Linked DNA regions of Lactuca sativa: region 2 is linked to region 1. Evidence: chromatin contacts called from public Hi-C data. All regions are on one chromosome and are shown on one strand. Each heading gives the region's core, a stretch centred on a gene start, on an enhancer-like site or on the middle of the called end of the contact. The rest is flanking DNA. Distances are from core to core; before and after follow the strand shown.

What was found. Hi-C and Micro-C count contacts between places; a contact is called where the count stands out from the background.
Region 2: a Hi-C map of leaf shows a contact between it and region 1, with 6 times the contacts expected there. The contact joins the promoter of LOC111895112 here to the promoter of LOC111898712 in region 1. A contact is called at or near these places in 2 of 4 Hi-C or Micro-C datasets (both in leaf).

The regions. Positions count from the first base shown.
Region 1 is chr7:106,242,199-106,246,718 of Lsat_Salinas_v11, reverse strand. It overlaps LOC111898712 (protein NETWORKED 1A), which reads left to right and starts at 1,667. Exons shown (of 4, transcript XM_023894586.3): 1 at 1,667-1,931; 2 at 2,679-2,818; 3 at 3,521-4,520. The coding sequence starts at 2,716.
Region 2 is chr7:106,787,355-106,792,158 of Lsat_Salinas_v11, reverse strand. LOC111895112 (eukaryotic translation initiation factor 3 subunit A) reads left to right here and starts at 3,196. Exons shown (of 14, transcript XM_052765246.1): 1 at 3,196-3,332; 2 at 4,073-4,141; 3 at 4,298-4,779. The coding sequence starts at 4,096.

The DNA.
Region 1 (4,520 bases), core at 418-2,917:
TCGACAAAATCAAACTAATCAAAACAAACATAATACATAAAATAATAAGAAAATCATACCCAAAATTGTTAGAACGAACGACAAAAACACATTAAATATTTATGCCCAAAATCGCCAAACATAATAACGAATCAAAAAATCATACCAAAAATCGCCAAAATTTTCAACCCGCGGAATACCACATCCCTACGTACAAGTCGACCCCAACAATCATAAAGAATGAACGTAAATGACCCTGACACCATGTAAACTAATGAACAATTGAGACAAAATACGGTTAAAGTTTTATTATTACGGGCGAAAAGTATAAATACAAAGAAACACACTAAAAAAACTTTATAGATTTATTAGGCTAAGAGGTTGTACCTTAGGGCATCCATAATGCATTGAATTCTATAGAGTTTAATGGAGTGTCACATCATCATTCATTATTCCATACAATTCTATTCATTTTTATCCCATAATGTATTAAAGTCTACAAGTTCAATAGAACATATTAAAAAAATATTTATTTAAAGATTTAAAGACTTTCATTTTTTTTATTGAAGAGTTCAATGATCATTGAACTTTAAATCCATTGAATGTCAATGTGACATTTCACAATGGTAGAGTTGTATCCATTGAATGATAAATAGACATGACATCTCATTCAACTCCCCATTATGGATGCTCTTAGACATCACTTTCATCGCATTAGGACATTATAATTCAACTTTCCATGTTGTCTATGTGACTAATTAGTGGGCAAATCCAAAGATAGGATTTATCTATTCATCTATAATAAAATTACGAGTCGGGCAACTTTTGTTGATATTCTCTTGATCAACATATGAATGATGACAAGTTTTATAAACACGATACACTTTGTACATTAAGTTGAGATGACAAATTTATTTTAAGTAGTTATGCTTGTAAAGAATATTATAACCATTTACCATATGAATATTTACAAATGAAAGTCCCAATTGCACTATGTATGCTTTCTGGGAGTTTCATTTGTAAATTACATTTCTATATGTTAGTTTAACATCTCATTTGGCCTAATATGTTTCATCAATGTAGGGACGATCTATGGCATTGAGGTGCACCACATGTGTTTCTTTCGCATGGGGCTAGCCTTTATATCATAACTATATGTCGGTTTGTTTGAGGTGCAATTTAATTGTGCTGCAATTTATTAGTACCATTTAAAGGCAAGTGCTTAAAATCGTTGAAATACCTTTTTCATACAAGATATAGTTCATCCGACATTAACCTAGGAACCGTTTCATTAGGAATAAGAAACATAAGTACGATCAATGCAAGTTTAAGCAAACAAACACATTATGACTTTAAGTAAACTTATCTAACACTCAAGGGACCAATTTTTATGTAACTCTAATTTTTTTTTTTTTTAAGAATTCAATACAATATCTTTTTGTAGTCAATAATATTTATTATATCTTATTATATACTTACACAGAAAATGTATGATTTTTATGGACGGGATATTCATAATATTTGTTATATCTTTTATAAACACAGAAAATTATATTATATTTATGGATGGGATGGGATAAGAAATATGATTTTGAAGAAACATGCTTATAATGGACAAAATCATTAAGTTTGAGTATTTTACCATTTATTATGTGCGAGATTCGAGCCCCCCAATAAACTAACACATTTAGTAGAAACCTTCACGTTTCCCACTTATTGCTTTTTACAGTCCATGAGTCATTCTCACACTGTATGTCTGCAATAAAATTAGAAACAAGATGACCCAATAGTCAATTAAAGAAGAAAACCTACCGTTGAATGTCAGAGTTTTTAGAGAGAGAAAGTGGGAGAAGCGAATGGGTTGAGAGACAGAGGAAATTCCGTTCTACGGGGTGAAGGGTTACAACTGCAGATCAGAATCCAGAACCCCATTTGCAAGATTTCATTTTTCTGTAAGTTTATCGATCTTTGTTGCTTGATAATCTTGATTTCTCATACCCCTTAGCACTTACTGTTTTGAGAACCGAGATTTTGTTTTTTCTTCTTGGATTTTTACTTCATTTTCTTTCTTTGTAATGCTAATCTAACTCATCTGGGTTTTGGTTAAATGTTTTTTTGTTGATGTTTTTGTCTCCCCCATTTCAATTAATTTAGGTTTAATTTTCGATTTCATCATTTCATCCCACGTCGACACGTTTTTGAAAGAATAAATATGAATCTTTTCTTTAAAAAACATCCCATTTGCATAAATTGTCTTTCTTTCCATCAGATTGTTGAAATATTTCGACTGATTTTGCCATTTTCTCAATTAATTTCATACTATTTTTTTCTACTTTTTTTTGGTTAGATGGCTTGAAAACGATATCTTGCCTAATGGTTTCAAACACCCACCTGAGAGACTATTGTGTAATTAACGTAATTGTGTTCAGATTAAGAGGTTTCACAGCTACTCGAGTGTTACAACTCAATCGAGGAGTTTCTTTTTCCTTATAAACCCCCAATTTCTGCTTGATTTATAGAATGTAATTATTGTAATCTACTCGGATGTTGATATAACCCTAATTCCACTTTTTGTGGTTGTCTAACTTTACTAATTAACCGACGTTTTTAGGTGCGAAGTAGCCCTACTTTTTGTGAAAAAGAAAAAAGATAAAAAAAAATTTGATTGTGGCCCTGATCTACTTTCCTGGGATTTGAAGATCCAAATCAGCTGCCTTTTTCTTCCGTGCTGGAGTGATGGCCTGCATGATAAATTCAGAGTCAAGGCGTTTGTATTCTTGGTGGTGGGACAGCCATATTAGCCCTAAAAATTCAAAATGGCTTCAAGAGAATCTTACAGGTATGGAGTGATTTGTCATCTTATTTCTTGTTTTTATCTATTTTTGATGAATGATTGATTGATTGCTTATGTAAATGAAAGATAATTTTGGTACTTGTTTGAATCGCATTCCTTTCCACCGACAGATATTGAACAACCACAATCTGATCTGATAAATATAATAAAGTGGTACTATTTGAAATGAACTCTTAATGCGGTGTTTGATTATTTGGGAAATTCTGATTATTTAAATAATTGATTAATAAAATAAGCGATAATCAAACTGATTATTTGATCTCTAAATAGTTAGATAATTACTTTCAACACGCATCCAATATTTGTGGGATATTTGATCTCGTGTGCATTTGATTTTGAATACGACTCCTGTGATGGGGTATAGAATTTCATCGACCTTTTACATTCCTAAATGGGGTCATGGATCTAGGAATCTGAAGCAGCATTAGAGTTTTTTTTTTTTTTTTTGGTATGCATTAAAATAAAACAAAAAGAGTTCATCTTTAATCTTTTTTTGCATTTCAAAAAGAATTCCAGGGTCCACCCTTGGTCATGATGCTCTTGATTCTGATGAGATACTTGATAATCATTAACTCGTTGTTTCTGATGAAGTCATTTAAAATGGTTCATATTCGCATAAAGTGTTCTTTATGAAAACGAGGGGCCCACTTGTAAAAAAAGAAAGTCAAATTGTTTCATTTTTTGCAGATATGGATACAAAAGTGAAATCGATGATCAAACTGATCGAAGAAGATGCGGATTCATTTGCAAGGAGGGCAGAAATGTACTACAAGAAGAGGCCAGAGCTGATGAAATTAGTTGAAGAGTTCTACCGAGCTTACCGTGCACTAGCGGAACGATATGATTATGCAACCGGTGAGCTCCGCCATGCTCAAAGGACTTTACAGGCGGCTTTTCCCGATCAAGTGCATTTCAGCCTACAGGAAGAATTAGCATCTTCAATCTCCACCACTCAATCTCAAACACCCGATGATCAAAATAATGAATCTTTTAGCTTCGAGATCATCGAAGCTAAGATTTTCTCGGAAACCGAACGGGCGAATAAAGCCGAACATGAAATTGAGAAGTTGAAAAAGGCGTTGACCGATTTGACCAGTGAAAAGGAGTCTTTACTTGCTCAGTATCGAGAAAGTTTGGAGAAAATTTGTAATGCGGATGGAGAACTTAATCGGGCACTTGAAAAAGCCAAGATTCTTGATGGAATTGCGATTGAAGCCGAAAAAGAAGTTCATATGTTGAAGGAGAATCTTCAGGTTTTGCAGGGGGAAAAGGAAGCGGGATTAGCTAAGCAAATGGAGTATCTTGAAACGATATCGGATTTGGAGGAAAAGATTGAAGAAACACGGGGAATGGGTGAAAGTGAAGTTAAAGATTTGATGGACAAACTCACCAGATTGGAATCGGAAAACGATTCCGGTCTTTTGGAGTATGGAAAATGTCTCGATAGGATTACAGATTTGGAGAACAAGATTGCGGTATCGGAATCGGAATCCAAAACGTATTCCGACCAAGCTACGAGAGCGGAACGGGAAGTCGAAAAACTTAAAATCGATCTCGCAGGGTTAACCGAAGAGAAAGAAGCTTTGCGGGTTTTATATGCGGAATCCCTTGAGAAGTCATACAAATTAGAACATGATCTCTCTTCTGCTCAATCAGAAATTGAAACACTTACGAAAAAGCTTCAAGA
Region 2 (4,804 bases), core at 1,947-4,446, 540 kb before region 1:
ATTCTTTCACAGTTCTGTGATTTAAGCCGAGGGAACCGGGGGAACGGGGGCGGGACCGGGGGCGATGGAGGTAACCGGGGGCTATGTAAAAGGGGGATCCGGGGCGGGACCGGGGGTGAGGGCAACAACTGATTTCGGGGGCAGTGACAAATATTTCCGCTCCCGTTTGGTCCCGTTGACATCCCTAGTTTTATATCAGACATGCACATATTTTTCTCATTTCTCATTTTTATATTGTTTATACTTTACTTATTGGTTTATCATAATCCCTAAAATATGTTGCTCTTTTTTTGTGCAGGTCCATTTATACATAAGGATCCTAGCTCTTATAACCATAGTACAATATAGGTTGAAGCATGGCTCCATAAATAATGACCTTGACGTGGCAAAACAGAGGCTTCCTATTGATTTCAAATAAAAATTTCAAAGTTGTTTATATTATAGTACATTTATCATGTATTAGACATGGCAATGTAGTTTCTTTTATTATTTTATTATAGCATTCTACTTTTGCTTTCTTCCTTTTATTATACTTTTGCTTTCTTTCTATCCGACTTTGTTTATAATTTCACGTCCTAATATAATGTTGAAAAGAAATGATACTTTAATTATTTAGAGGGAAATAAAAACATAGTGATAAAGTTTTGAATGTATGTTTCATATGATTTTTCTTTAATGCGTGCTTGAAGTTTTGAATGGATATGAGTGGGATCTGGAATTTTAAGAGAGCAAGGGGTAGTTTGGTCAATTATCATGTTTGTTGGAAAATTATATATTTTTTTTCTTGAGAATTTTAATGTTTTGGTTTAAATGGTAGGGGAACAAAGTTGGAGGGCATTGTTGGAACCATGAATATATGGTTATGTAAAATCAAATACAGGAAAAAAGAAAATGGTAACTGGGTAATTAAAAACAAAAGGGTCACAATAATTTCCATGTGAGGTATTATTTTTATAATCAAAATACTTTTTTCAAACAAATTCCATCTTAATGTTACGTATCATTTGAAGTTCTTGAAACCAAACATATATATCTATAATTTTGAATCGGGTAGATATATAAAACCTTAGTGTAATTAACTAGATGGATATATAACATGCTTATCTATCATTTTGACAGATATACTATATATATTTTTGTCCACATATAAAACCTTAGTAACAAACTTTACTGGAATTATTTTTTTAGTTTATTTTAATTGATAAACGGACCCATATAATAACATCAAGTACTTTACCCGATGATAATGTTTTGATTAATAAGACCATATAAACTTAAAATCTTAATTATTCAAAAATAGGATCAAATATAAGTTTTTTTTTAAATCAAACTCGTTGATAAAGAATTTTTTGTGTTAAATTTAAACTAAAATTATGTATAAACATTATACATAATATATATATATATATATATATATATATATATATATATATATATATATATATTAATACTTAATAGTAATGATTATTGTTATTGATTGTTCGATGACAAACTTCTTAAAAGACAACTATTCACCAAAAAAATATTCATTAGTACCTACCATCTAGATTTCTAGAAAGCTTCAGTCACAAAACCTTCACCACTTGTGATCAGATCTGTATTTTTCATTTGTGATTTGAAATATGAAATATTTCCCAACGAAACTATCTGCATCTTCCTTTAATGTAAATTAAACAAAGAGTATTCGTTATAAAACAGAGACAATTTTTGTAAACTCCAGTAAACGGTACCATTTTTGTTATTATTTTAAAACTTGGACCATTACTTGTGACTGATGAACTTATATGTAATAAATCACAATCTACTTTAAAAGTATGATGATATTAAAAGTATGTATGCTGTTGTGTGGCCGTGTGGCTTGGGGGGATGATCTTATTACTTAGGCCATGCGGTGTAGTGCTAACACACCACACGTTATGCTGAAATGGATAAACTTAACCCAAGTGACCCCTCCTTTATGTTATAGCGTGTTATGCTTAGGTAAACGGGACCATTAATGTCAATTAAACAAAGAGTATTCATTATAAAACAGAGACCATTTTTGTAAACTCCAGTAAACGGGACCATTTTTGTTATTATTTTAAAACTTGGACCATTACTTGCGACTGATGAACTTATATGTAATAAATCACAATCTACTTTAAAAGTATGATGATATTAAAAATATGTATGTTGTTGTGTGACTATGAACTTATATGTAATAAATCACAATCTACTTTAAAAGTATGATGATATTAAAAGTATGTATGTATGTTACAATGTATTATGCTTAGGTAAACGCTTCCATTAATTTAAATTAAACAAAGAGTATTCGTTATAAAACAGAGACCATTTTTGTAAACTCCAGTAAACGGGACCATTTTTGTTATTATTTTAAAACTTGGATCATTACTTGTGACTGATGAACTTATACGTAATAAATCACAATCTACTTTAAAAGTATGATGATATTAAAAGTATGTATGTTGTTGTGTGGCTTGGGTTATGCTGAATTGGACAAACTTAACCCAAGTGACCCCCCCCCCCCCCCCCCCCCACCCCCCTTTACGTTACAACGTGTTATGCTTAGGTTGTGTTATGAAAAGTGGTGGTGGTAACATTTTTTTTTAATTAAAAAATTAAAACTTTAATGAATGGTGGAGTGGTGAGAATTTTCTAAGGTAAGTGATGGGGAATGGTGTTGACATGACACGAGGTGACACCATTTTTTATGAGGTTAGAGGTATAACTCAACCTTACTGTTACTTTTGATTAATATGCAAGTTAATAGCAACCTACTTTTTTATTCTTTATGAATTTAGGAAGGATATAATTGGTAAACTGACCATTCATGTAATATTTTTGACATGGACTATTTGTGCGATATACTAACTTCATGTTTTTCATTTTCAATTCTATTGATGTACCTTCTTAACTATTTGTAAATTTAGTTTTTAACTGTTTACAAATTTATGATTAATGATTACGATGTTTGTAATCGTTATATTGTTTTACATTACAGAACCATGCTGTACACATATTATAACCTAACTAGCCATAGAAAAAACCCTTATTCGTAGTAACATTGAAAATGCCTTTTAAGTTTGGATGATATTTGAAGCCCATCAAGTTTGCAATATTGTAGCTTTGTAAAGCCCAATAAAGGTGTTCGTGGGCTTTTTCACTTTTGAGGCCGATGAATTTCTACCCCCTTCTGCGTTGGCCCCAGTCACGCATTTTGATAAAATAAAAGCTCGCCAAAACTTTGAAACCCTACTCTCCTTCTTTTGCTTCAGCACATATCTGGAATACAGGCACAGCCGAGGAAACACACTTTCCGCTAATCGATAAAGGTATTGCCTCAGTATGTTATTCATCGTTTCATCAATTTGTTTCAAGGGTCGTTATTCTGTTCTTATGTGTTTTTGTTTGTTTAGTTCAAGATCTATCGACAGATTACGTGCAGCATAAGATTCATAGATCGACAACTGATTTATTTGTGTATCTCTTGTTAGCAATTTGATGATTTAATTTCTTTACTCTAACTGCTGGCGTTACATTAGGGTTTTGTTTTTTCCTTTCGGTTTGTGGCTAGATTGACTGTTCGATGGAGGAGTAAGGGCGAGAGATTAGGTGCAATATATATATTTTTTATGTTTTAATTTTCTACTTGTATATTCTTTGCGCTTGATCTAAATGCCTAAAGGGCAATGTTTTTTGCTGGATGTTGCCTGTGGCTGTGAACATACTTAACGGGTTCTCAATTAACATAGGGGACAATTGTTTGAAAATATATGATTTATCCATATTCTGAATTCTTTAAAACATGTATTCATGTTTGATGCTATGCTTGGACTAGAAATGTGTCTGTTGGTGAAATATGCTTTTCAGTTTCAGCATTTCAATGCTTAGAAGTGGGAACATTGATTTATCACTATTTTCTTTGTTATCTTGCTCGAATGAGTGTGTTAATAGAGAACAAAGCGAATGTCTACAGCATAAGTGTCTTTGTGCTTCTATCTGTGCAAAACTTCAAGTTATTCCTAAGCAGATTTAACACCTACAAATAATTGTTTGGTTTGCATCCCAGCAGGTTGAAGACCACTGTGATTGACCATGGCGACTTTTGCTAAACCAGAGAATGCATTGAAACGAGCGGAAGGTGAGTAGCTACTTGCTGATTTAATCTGACTCTTTAACATTTCTGACTTATTTTCATTCTCTTTAATGTTTTTGATGCTTTGTAGTTTGTCTCCTTACATCTGAGAATGTATGCGTATATGGTGACTAACCGACTTTTGCTAAAATGTGATTGCAGAATTGATAAATGTTGGTCAGAAGCAAGATGCATTGCAAGCTCTTCATGATCTTATTACATCAAAAAGGTACAGGGCATGGCAGAAAACACATGAAAAGATTATGTTCAAGTACATCGAGCTTTGTGTTGATATGAGGAGGGGTAGATTTGCCAAAGATGGCCTCATCCAATACCGCATAATCTGCCAGCAAGTTAATGTTAATTCTTTGGAAGAAGTGATTAAGCACTTCATGGATCTTTCAACCAAAAGGGCTGAGCTGGCACGTAGCCAGGCACAAGCTTTAGAGGAAGCTCTCGATGTTGATGACCTTGAAGCCGATAAAAGACCAGAAGACCTAATGTTAAGCTATGTCAGTGGTGAAAAGGGAAAGGATCGTTCAGATAGGGAGCTTGTGACTCCATGGTTTAAGTTCTTATGGGAGACATATAGGACAGTTCTTGAAATTCTCCGAAACAATTCCAAGTTGATGGCTCTTTATGCTGTAAGTTTTGATTTTTAATAATGTG